Linked DNA regions of Mus musculus: all the other regions are linked to region 2. A link is a contact called in public HiCAR-type and HiChIP or PLAC-seq data. All regions are on one chromosome and are shown on one strand. The core of a region is the stretch at or near the end of the contact, and the rest is flanking DNA. Distances in the headings are between cores, read along the strand shown.

The links. HiCAR-type assays count read pairs that join an accessible place to other places. HiChIP or PLAC-seq counts read pairs in DNA pulled down with a chosen protein or histone mark.
Region 1: an H3K27ac HiChIP or PLAC-seq map of embryonic stem cells shows a contact between it and region 2, with 6 read pairs. The contact joins two enhancer-like sites. A contact is called at or near these places in 9 of 484 Hi-C or Micro-C datasets (brain and embryonic stem cells), 7 of 115 datasets of contacts at active chromatin or transcription factors (embryonic stem cells and large pre-B cells) and 1 of 9 other capture datasets (embryonic stem cells).
Region 3: a contact with region 2 is called in a HiCAR-type map of embryonic stem cells, with 2.3 times the contacts expected there. The contact joins two enhancer-like sites. A contact is called at or near these places in 2 of 484 Hi-C or Micro-C datasets (embryonic stem cells and nephron progenitors) and 3 of 115 datasets of contacts at active chromatin or transcription factors (embryonic stem cells and large pre-B cells).

The regions. Positions count from the first base shown.
Region 1 is chr13:11,932,085-11,935,700 of GRCm38.p6, forward strand. All of the region lies in intron 2 of Ryr2 (ryanodine receptor 2, cardiac), which reads right to left. Among named protein-coding and RNA genes, the nearest start is that of Ryr2, 170 kb to the right of the region's middle. Within about 2 kb of position 1,572, at least 17 of the 459 cell types and tissues checked have an H3K27ac peak or open chromatin away from gene starts, as enhancers often do. A contact at or near this core is called in embryonic stem cells, where this site is marked.
Region 2 is chr13:12,070,653-12,074,364 of GRCm38.p6, forward strand. All of the region lies in intron 1 of Ryr2 (ryanodine receptor 2, cardiac), which reads right to left. Among named protein-coding and RNA genes, the nearest start is that of Ryr2, 34 kb to the right of the region's middle. Within about 2 kb of position 2,084, at least 34 of the 459 cell types and tissues checked have an H3K27ac peak or open chromatin away from gene starts, as enhancers often do. A contact at or near this core is called in embryonic stem cells, where this site is marked.
Region 3 is chr13:11,911,043-11,914,403 of GRCm38.p6, forward strand. All of the region lies in intron 3 of Ryr2 (ryanodine receptor 2, cardiac), which reads right to left. Among named protein-coding and RNA genes, the nearest start is that of Ryr2, 190 kb to the right of the region's middle. Within about 2 kb of position 1,344, at least 6 of the 459 cell types and tissues checked have an H3K27ac peak or open chromatin away from gene starts, as enhancers often do. A contact at or near this core is called in embryonic stem cells, where this site is marked.

The DNA of each region.
Region 1 (3,616 bases), core at 322-2,821, 140 kb before region 2:
CTCTGCCAAACCTTCCTGTTCAACTACCTTATCATCAGACATATGTTTGGATTGTTGTTGTTGTTGCTGCTGTTGTTGTTTTTGTTTGTTGGGTGTTACTTCGATCTTTCTATTTAATGATTCTGGTTAACATAGATTAATAAATTCAGAATTGAGGATGTCACTCAGTGCTAAGAGTCCATGGCCAAGACACTTGAGGCTTTGAGTGACAGTATCCTAGTCATTATAGAAACAAATGAATAGTTGATTTTTTAAAATTATATAATATCCCTTTGTCAGCTGATGGCAATTTTGGTTGTTTCTCCATTTGAGGCTGTTATGAGGGGAAAAAAATGCCTAAACACATAAGCCTCTGAGCAGAAGCAGATACATAACTCTTGGATAGATAATAACCAAGAGTGGATTTCCAGGCTATGTCATAAAACTTTAATTTTATCAGAAATAACAATTTTTCAAAATGATTGCTCCATTTTGTATTAATATGTAACTTCATGATCTTCATTATCACATACCAATGTTTGCAGCTAAGATATTTTATGCAGATATTAGAAAATTATACTAGCAAAAGATGTTAGCATTTTAATTATGTGAACTTTTGAAATTATTTATCTTCAGAATTTTTCTGTACAGCCTTTTATTCTTTATATTATATATGGCAATGGAGAATCATGCTTTATATCAAGTAGTAAATTAAATATCACTCCAAGTGCACTGCACCAAACACATAGCCAATCAGCATAGAATTAAGCATTATTGTAGCCACAAGTGTTTATTCAAGTCAAGCTAAAGACATTCAATTAATTCCACAAGGCAGGAAAGCAATCTCTGTGTACTATGGGAGTATAGGAGAATCTTTTCAAAGCCAAATGAACTGATGAACTGTCAGAACAGAATATCGGTATTATCATGGTTCTAAAGAATAAAAGGAAATTTAAAAAAATCAATATATATTTATTGAGTGTCTCCTTCCCTCAAAAATATGTTAGTTCCTGAGAGGTGAGACAGGTGAGTTGTTGTCTCTGCCAGCACGTACTTTCCAGGCTAGAGAAAGCAGAGAGAACAGGACCATATACTCTGTAGCAAGGCAGAGAGGAGGGGGCAGCAGAAGAAATTCACCTTGCTGGGCAGGCTTAGAAGGACAGAAATGGAGGGAGAACAAAGCCAAAGAACAAATGAACCAATGAGAAAGGAAGAGACAGAGGAATGAAAGGGAAGAAGTGAGAAGGGAGGAGAGAGAGATACAAAGAGTGTGAGGGGTGGGGAACAGGAAGGGAGGGAGGGAGGGAGGGGAGGGAGGGAGGGAGGAAGTCCACATTCCCAGAAGATCTAGGGGCAGCAGCACACACCTAAAATCCTAGCACTGGGGGAGCAGCCCCTAGAGGAACCTTCCAGCTCACTGAACAGTCAGCCAGTGAGCCAGTGAGCTCCTGGTTCAGTGAGGTCCTAGACACAAAAAGAAACTGGAGAGCCACAGGAAAAGACAACTGACCTTGACCTCTAACCTCCACCTGTGTATACACACACACACTTACAAGACATAAACACCTACACTCAAAATGTCTGAAATACACATTTCTGTGCCCATCAATACAGTTTTTAGGCTCACAGCCAGGCTTATCTATTTGCATACTGTCTACAGCTGCTCTGGGGCTAAATGTCAGAGTTGAGAAGAAAACATGACCCAAGATACCTAAAATATTTACTCTCTGGCTCTTCCGAGAAAAACCTGCCAAGCCAGCTCCACTGGCTGCCATGTGTCTACCACAGCTAAGTCATACTCTCAGATCTAGAAAAGGAGAAGCATGAAAACCCAGAGCACAACTGGACTGTTCTGCAAATTCAGGTTCAAGGGTCAAATACTGACAACTTTGGGATAGGGAGAAAACCGTCAGTGGTTTAGAGCTTCCCAATACTGAGGTCCTGACTTCAGATCCCATGTAAACCCTCGGTGGGTGTGATAGCCTGACTGTAATTCCAGTCTTGGAAGGCAAAGATAGGGAATACCCAGGGCATGCTACTTATTGCTACGCACGCTCCAGTGGAGTTTGCTTGGCAGGCCGAGAGGCCTGGGAGCACTCATGAGGCAAAGAGTTTCACGGAAACTCACCTCCTGGAACTTTGGCATTCTCATAACCCGTATATTCTTACCCTATCCCTGCGTTAGTCTGGTGTATGGATCCATGTGCTCTCTTTTAGTATTATCTTATTATAAGTGCCTTTTTAGATTGAATTCTGACATAGCTAAGCCTTCGCCAGTGTTCCAATGTCCCAGAAAGTCCTTGAAGCCAACAAACTTGGAAAGCAGTGAGAAGGTTATCTATTCAGTAGCATTCAAATTTACTTCTAGTAGAGACAGTGAAACTAATTAGGCATTACAAAGAACAGAGCTAGAATAGCTCAGGGCTAGTCTGCAGAGTGATTACTTAGGACAGTAGCCAGTCTTACCCAAACCCAAACACAATGGCCTAGCTAATAGGTGGGTTTACCATGAAAGAGTTAGGGAATCCCACTGAGACAGGAATCTTCACTACAGCCAGGTATAGCAGGCTACATTGCATATTAGAAGCAAGTTGGTGAATTCTTCTGACAAATGGAGATTCTCCACAGATACTTAAAAGAACACCAACGTTACACTCATACAAGAATTTATCAGGGTCTAAGAAATAGGGGGCTTGTGGTATTGCATTATTCATGAGAAGGTCTGCTAGAGCAGAACCCCCTGGTGCAAGCTTTCACAAGGCTCAAAGGAGTAGCAAATTGTGACTAGGGTGTGAAATCCTTACCTGTCATTAAAAATGGGGGAGGGGCAGGACCAGGTTTGGGAAGAGGCAGGAGAAAAAGTCCAGAGTGGCACGAGAATGAAAAGAAATAAGTAGCAGTGGAGAGAGGGGCCCTTGGGGAACCACTAGAAAGTCTCAGACATCAGGGATGCAAGAGGCTTCCAGGACTCAATGGGCATAACATAAGCCAAAACACTCAACAACAGGGAGATAGAACCTGAAGAGACTACCTCTAGTCCAGTCGATAGACATGGCCCCCAATAGAAGGATGTGGGCATCCACCCATCTCAAAACTTTTAACCCAGAATCATCCCTGTCTAAAGGAAATGCAGGGACAAAAATGGAGCAAAGGCTGAAGAAAAGGCCATCCAGAGACTGCCCCATTGTGTGATCCATTCCATCTGCAGACACCAAACCTGGACACCATTGATGATGCCAAGATATACTTGCAAACAGGAATTTAATATAGCTGTCCTCTGAGAGGCTCTTCCAGCACCTAAGTCAGATGCAGATACTTGCAGCCAACCATTGGACTGAGCCTGGGGATCCCAATGGAATAGTTAAGGAAGGGCTGAAGGAGCTGCAGGGGATTGCAACCCTATAAGAAGACAACAATATCAACTAACCAGACCCCCCCAGAAATCCCAGGAACTAAACCACCAACCAAAGATTACACATGGAGGGACCCATGGCTCCACCTGCATATGTGGCAGAGGATTGCCTTATTTGGCATCAATAGGAGGGGAGGCACTTGGTCCTGTGGAGGCTTGATGCCCCAGAGAAGGGGGATGCTAGAGGGGTGAGGAGGAAGTGGGTAGGTGGGGGAGAAACCTCTT
Region 2 (3,712 bases), core at 834-3,333:
TTTGTGTCCTCGACTGCACTGGAATGCTCGAATCACAGTCACTGGAACATAAGCCATCCAGAAATTGAGGGAAAGGAAGAAAGAAAACACATAATCAAGCTAAGATCAATCCAACTTGAAGAGGGCCATTAGTCAGACCCAATTTTGGTAAGGTTTTGAATAAGCAGGCTACACGAAAATAGCCTGAAGTCACAAGTGCAACTGAAGACTTTCAGCTAAGATGCCAGTCCAGTGGAGGGCCTGTGGGAGCAGCCAACAGTACCAGTTCCTGCTGGATGTAGCACTTCTAATTCAATGCCAAGCAGGAGAAAGGCATTCGGGAACACACCCCATGGGTGTAAGGGAGGTGTGAGGCCAGGACAAAAAGGCAGGGACGGAACACATCCCTCTGTCCTCTTCTGGTACTCTTTATCTTTTATCCAGGCAGTGAGATCATTATAGCCTAGTTAAGAATCCCGGGACCAGAGAGATGGCTCAATCAGTAAAGTGTGTGCCTCAAAAGCGTGAGGACCTGAGTTCGGATTCCCTGTCCCATATAAAAAGCCAGGCACAATGGCACTGGACAGACGGGGACCAGAGGATCATGGAGCTTGCTGGTCAGCTGGTCTACCCACACCATGAAGCACCTGGTTCAATGAAAGACCTTGTCCTAGTGCGCTCTAATTGTCCACTAGACACACTAGAGTTATGAGAGGAAAGCCTTGATTGAGGAATTGGCTAGATGGGATTCTCCTGTGGGCAGGTCTACGGGATGGTGTCTTGATTAGTAATTAGGCCAGAGGTCACAGCCAACTGTGGGTATCACCATCCCTAGGCAGGTGGTTCTCAGCTATATAAGAAAACAGATGTGAGCCAGCCAGAGGGTGAGCCAGTAACATTCTTCCATCCTGCCTGTTTTGAGTTCACACCCTGACTTCCCTCAATAATGGGCTGTGATCTGGAAGTGTACGCCAAATAAACTCTTTGCTCCCCAACTTGACTTTGGTCAGTGGTTTATAATAGCAACAGAATAAAACTAGAACAAAGTTCCTGTCTCAAAAAATAAAGTAGTTGTTAGAGATATGACTCATGGGAGGAGTGTGCATACTTCTCTTGCAGAGGACCTACGTTGGGTTCCAAAACCCACATTGGTTGCCTCATAACCACTTGTTCTACCTCTAGGGAATCCAACACCACTGGGCTCTAAGGGCAAATGCACTCACACGCATATACTCAAACATAGATACACACATACATATAGTTTTAAATAAATAAATAAGGCGAATGATTGAGGAAGACGCCCAGAATAGTCTTCTAGACTCCACATGTACTCACACACACACATGCACACACACATACATGTACATACACCTGAACACATACACATATACCACATATACACAGAATCCCCAAGACGTCTGTAGGAATGAAAACTAGCATAAAAGTTAAGGCTTTTGAGACATCTGTTCCCAGTGGGGCTGGATTAAGCTACCCAGAGGAACTGCAAACTGCAAGCCTCTGCCCTTGGCAGTTCCACAGCCCTGTTAGCCTGCATGCAATGTTGCAAAGAAACCATTTTCATAAGAATAAAAGCTAGGAGCACAAGTCTGGCTTGTAAAACAGAACCGGATGAAAAGGTTCACGGTTTACAAATGAGGGGGAGGAAGTGGGAGGGGCCCAAGTAGGGTGGCAAGGGTTGAAGAATAGGGTACATGTGACTTAATCCCCAAGTGAAACATGCCTGGGGCAAGATTTCCCAGACTGGCAATGGTGCTCAGCTGCAGTGGAAAATATGCGGACCCAGGCATTGCTCAATGACATAAACTAAAAGGCTAATTCCCCCTCCTGAAGGGAGAGACTGTCAAATCTGGGTTATAATTCTCCTTCCCATAAATCCAGGACCATGAAAACCTAAGGGGACACAAAATAACATCCAGGGGCCTCGGCCTTGCTCACTGTTTTTCTCCGAAAATTTCTAAGTCTAATTCATCACGAGACTCAGGCTTCCTTAGAGAAAGTAAAAAACAGTTCCAGGAGAGTCTTTGCTTTCCCGGGGCTGACAATGTCCCTCCTGTGTAGAATGCCAGGTTTCAAGGTCAACCATAAGCAGGAATCCAGCTGACATGCCTATCTAGTCCTGTGGACTCCCCCTGAGCCACGCTGAGCTGTGTGATGAGTAGCCTATTGGAAGCCAGCTTGCTTCCTGTCGGGTCTTCTTGAGTGTAATTCTCCCCAGCTGGGAGCACCTGTTTAAATGGCTGCCAACAGTCATTCCCGAGGCCTCACAGGTACAAGGGGTCCCACTCCCAGATCAAATCCAGTACTTAGCTGCTCCATGCCCAGCCCATCACTGGCTAGGGAGCTGTACTGCAGATGCCTCAGGGGCATATCTGTGGCATGAAAGGGGGACCCTCCTGCTGTCAGTCGGTGTCATGAGCAACAGCCTGACTGTTCACTCTGTCCATTACTTCCTGACTGCACAGCCCTTCCAGGCGTGGTCCTTCTCATAAAACACCCAGGAGTATAGTTATGCTGTGACTGTCAGACTGCCCCTGTCAGAAGGGTGCTGCCCAGTACCACGGCTGCTGCTGCAGAAGTGTCCAGGATCCCAGAGACAACAACCTTCACTGCTCCTCCATGACAGTTTATATGTGTAATGGGATCTGCAGAGCCCAAGCTGGTTTTAATAACTCCAGGTTTCACCACAGAAACTACAGCTTCTCTTAACAAGACTGAATAAAGAAAATTTGCTTTACATATTCATGACATGTCCTCTATGCCTTGATTATCTCTAAGCATGAGGTTTAGAGAAAACACTAAAAAGGAAAAGGTCTTGATACACATACAGTGGGGCTTTCAAAACCTAATTCACATGTAGAGGCAGAAGAAGCCCCTTAATCTCTCTGAGCCACAAAAGCCTCGTGAGCAGACTTAAGGTAGAACTTAGTTGAGATCATTAGTAGTTACCAAGCAAGGCACCAGACAACAGCTGATAGACAACTTAGTGTCTTTATTAATGTGTGGGACAGGAAAACGAGCAGAGCGTTTGCCAGCCTGGAATGGGTTTGCTAGTGTGCAGCACCATCTCAGTCAGCTGCTATGTCAGGGGATACTAGACGGTCCCTTCTTCCCCTCCACCAACCCCCCAAAAGATAATGGCCATTGTTCCTAAGGATGGCATTCATTAATTAATAAAGTGTCAGTTTGCCACTGACACAAAATATCTGAGGAGAACTGAGGACTTATTTGGGCTTACAGTTTTAGAGAGTTCAACCCGTGGTCTTTTAGGCTGGGAGAGGTAGCAGGAAGCTGGTACAGTAGCAGGAAGTGTATGGAGAACAAACTGCTTACCTTCTAGCAACCAGGAAGCAGAGAGGGGAACAGGCAGTGGTCAGAGATAAGACATACTTTTCCAAAGCGAGCTTCCGAACCCTCATCTCCTAATCATAGAAGATTCAGTTATGGGCTGGCGAGATGGCTCAGTGGGTAAGAGCACCCGACTGCTCTTCCAAAGGTCCAGAGTTCAAATCCCAGCAACCACATGGTGGCTCACAACCATCCGTAACGAGATCTGACTCCCTGGTGTGTCTGAAGACAGCTACAGTGTACTTACATATAATGAATAAATAAAAAAAAATCTTTAAAAAAAAAAAAAAAGAAGATTCAGTTATGAACTTACGAATGGACTGAGTCATTGAGAAAATGAGTCCCTGAGCTTTGCTCGCCATTCAGT
Region 3 (3,361 bases), core at 94-2,593, 160 kb before region 2:
GATGTAAACAGAATCCAGCCCTCGAGATAGTGTAAGTTATAGTAGACACTTGGCAATAGAAACTTCTCATATAAAGAGGCAGTGACATCATACTGGCGACTGCATAAAGCATGAATCCATTAAGCATTTCAGAGATATGAGGGTGGACTGGAAGAGGTCATGCTGGGTATTCAAGAGCTTCCCCTTGCATTTTGGAGCACATATAAATACACTGAATGACTGTGATGGCCACTGTAAATTGTCAGCTGGAGCAGATCTGGAATCACCTAGGAAACAAGTCCCCAAGATCAACTGTAGAGGGCTATGTTCATTAGCATTTGGCCATGAATGGGGTGGGACAGTTATCGTAACTAGATTAAATTGAAGTGGGAAGACTCTCCCTGTGTGAGTGTCACCATCCCATGGCTTAAGTCCTGGACTGCATAAGAAAGTGAGCTGAACACTAGCATTCATCATTCTTTGCCTCCCAACTGTGGATAAGCCTGACCTCCTACTCTCCTTCCTGCCGCCATGCCTTCCCTGCCATGGTGGACTGTACTGCAGCCTGAGTCTGTTTGAATAGACCCTTCCTCCGTTACAGTGCTTTTGCCTGATGCCTTTAGAGGATAGCAAGAGCTTTAACTAGCACACCTAATTAAGCTTATCTCTACTCCAGCTCACAGGAACTAATAAATATGGGAGTTCTAGAAATGTAAGATGATAAACCATGTTTTAAGCCACCCCATGACAGTGGTAGTCATTTGTTTCAAGAGACAAAGGTGAGCCCGGCGTGGTGACGCTTGCCTTTAATCCCAGCACTTGGGAGGCAGAGGCAGGCGAATTTCTGAGTTCAAGGCCTGCCTGGTCTACAGAGTAAGTTCCAGGACAGCCAGGACTATACAGAGAAACCCTGTCTCGAAAAACCAAAAAAGAACTAACCAGTACCCCCAGAGCTCGTGTCTCTAGCTGCATATGTAGCAGAAGATGGCCTAGTCGGCCATCATTGGGAAGAGAGGCCCCTTGGTATTGCAAACTTTATATGCCCCAGTACAGGGGAACAGCAGGGCCAAGAAGTGGGAGAGGGTGGGTAGGGGAGCAGGGCGGGAGTAGGGAACTTTCAGGATAGCATTTGAAATGTATATAAAGAAAATATCTAATAAAAAATTTAAAAACATAAAAAAAAGAGACAAAGGTGAAACCTGTGGATATTTGTGGTGTTGAATGAAATGATTTAATGCGGCAGATGATATTAGATTCAGTCCATAGTTCATAGTTGCTTTCTTCTGGGGGAGGGTAGATAGACAAAGATGCACAGTTCTCCTCAGTAGAGAAAGCATTCAAATGCATGACCACACCCGAGGCCTCCCCTGCAGGGGGTGTGTCTTGTGCCTGTCACAGATTGACTTCTCATGACTCCATGAGGGAGATGCTGTTGTTTTGTCTCACTCTGTAAATAAAGAGTCCATGGGATAGAGACCTGCTCAGTGGCCTGCCAGGGTTTGAACTTGAGGAGTATGCTGTATAATCCTAGCATTTAGCCACTGCAAGACCCAGCATCAGACTCCCTGAATTTCCCCTCTGTTCTTGCACAGGTACAAGATCATTTTTTTATGCAATTACTTGTCTGAAATTGGTGCCTCTAGGCTCAATACATGTACTCATAAAAACTCATTTATGGTGCTTTGATATTTTTAAAATGTATTTTTAAAAATTCATCTAGCAGTGAATTCAGCTAGTAGCCTTTTGATGCACCTTTGAGCATTCTCAGAGTACATGACTCAAAGAGATAAAATTTTATGAGAATAAAATTTAAAATTTGCTAACATATCACATTCTACAACTCATTTTTCACAGAAAATACTGAACAAATTCACAGCTCTACCAACAATTAAGCCACTGGGGTGTCCCTGTTTCTTTCATTAGAAGAAAAAACTATTTAGGAATGAGCAGTGTGCTTATAGCTTCATATCAAATAAACTGTTTTAGAAGTGGAACAATTCAAGTGACTTTAAGTGACCTCTGAACCACGTGCAGTGGCTCTCACCTATAATCTTAGCAACTAGGAGTCTGAGGCAGGAGGATTTCTGTGTCTATTAAACAAAGTGATATTTTTTTCCTTCAGAAAATAAAGAAGCCTGATGAAAATATCATGTATCTTTTTGGAGGCACTCAGAGCTATGAGTTTCCCTCTTAGAAATGCTTTCATTGTGTCCCATAGGTTTGGGTATGTTGTGACTTCATTTTCATTAAATTCTAAAAAGTCTTTAATTTCTTTCTTTATTCCTTCCTTGACCAAGGTATCACTGAGAAGAGTGTTGTTCAGTTTCCACGTGAACGTTGAATTTCTATTATTTATGTTGTTATTGAAGATCAGCCTTTGTCTGTGGTGATCTGATAGGATGCATGGGATAATTTCAATATTTTTGAATCTGTTGAGGCTTGTTTTCTGATCAATTATATGGTCGATTTTAGAGAAGGTGCCATGAGGTGCTGAGAAGAAGGTATATCCTTTTGTTTTAGGATAAAATGTTCTGTAGATATCTGTTAAATCCATTTCTTTCATAACTTCTGCTAGTTTCAATGTGTCTCTGTTTAGTTTCTGTTTCCAGGATCTGTCCATTGATGAGAGTGAAGTGTTGAAGTCTCCCACTATTATTGTGTGAGGTGCAACGTGTGCTTTGAGCTTTACTATAGTTTCTTTAATGAATGTGGCTGCCCTTGCATTTGGAACATACATATCCAGAACTGAGAGTTCATCTTGGAAGGTTTTCCCTTTGATGAGGATGAAGTGCCCCTCCCTGTCTTTTTTGTTGAGAACCTCATATGTGAATACTACATGTGCCTTACTTCCCCAGCTCCTGCCATGTACCCTTTCTTCCCAGTTCATGACCTTCCTCCTCCTCCTTCTTCTTCAATTACTATTGTTACTTGCATATGTAAATATGCACACATGTATATACAACCTACTTAATTCATTTAGCATTGCTGGTAATGAATGCAGGGTTGATCACTCAGGACTGGACAACCTATATGGGAACTGGTCCCTTTCTCAGAAGCCATTGATCTCCTGAAGCTCTACACCTAGGGGTAGTGACCTTGTTAGCTATCCCCTGCCCAGCTTGTCATGTCAACTGGTGCTATCATTATTATATTATTATGGTCTTGTTCAACCATATGCTTATGATTTCATGGGTACAATTTCTCTCTCATGTCTTAGGGCCACTGTCTAGCAGCAGACATCGTAGGCCTCTGGCCCTTGCTTCCTCAACTTTCACCTACATTTGAGGCTCAGAGAAAACACTACAAATCTTGGAATATAGTATATTCCAAATAGCAGTCAAATAGTCATTAGCCAAGGCCAACAAGAAAAGGCTGTATAGTC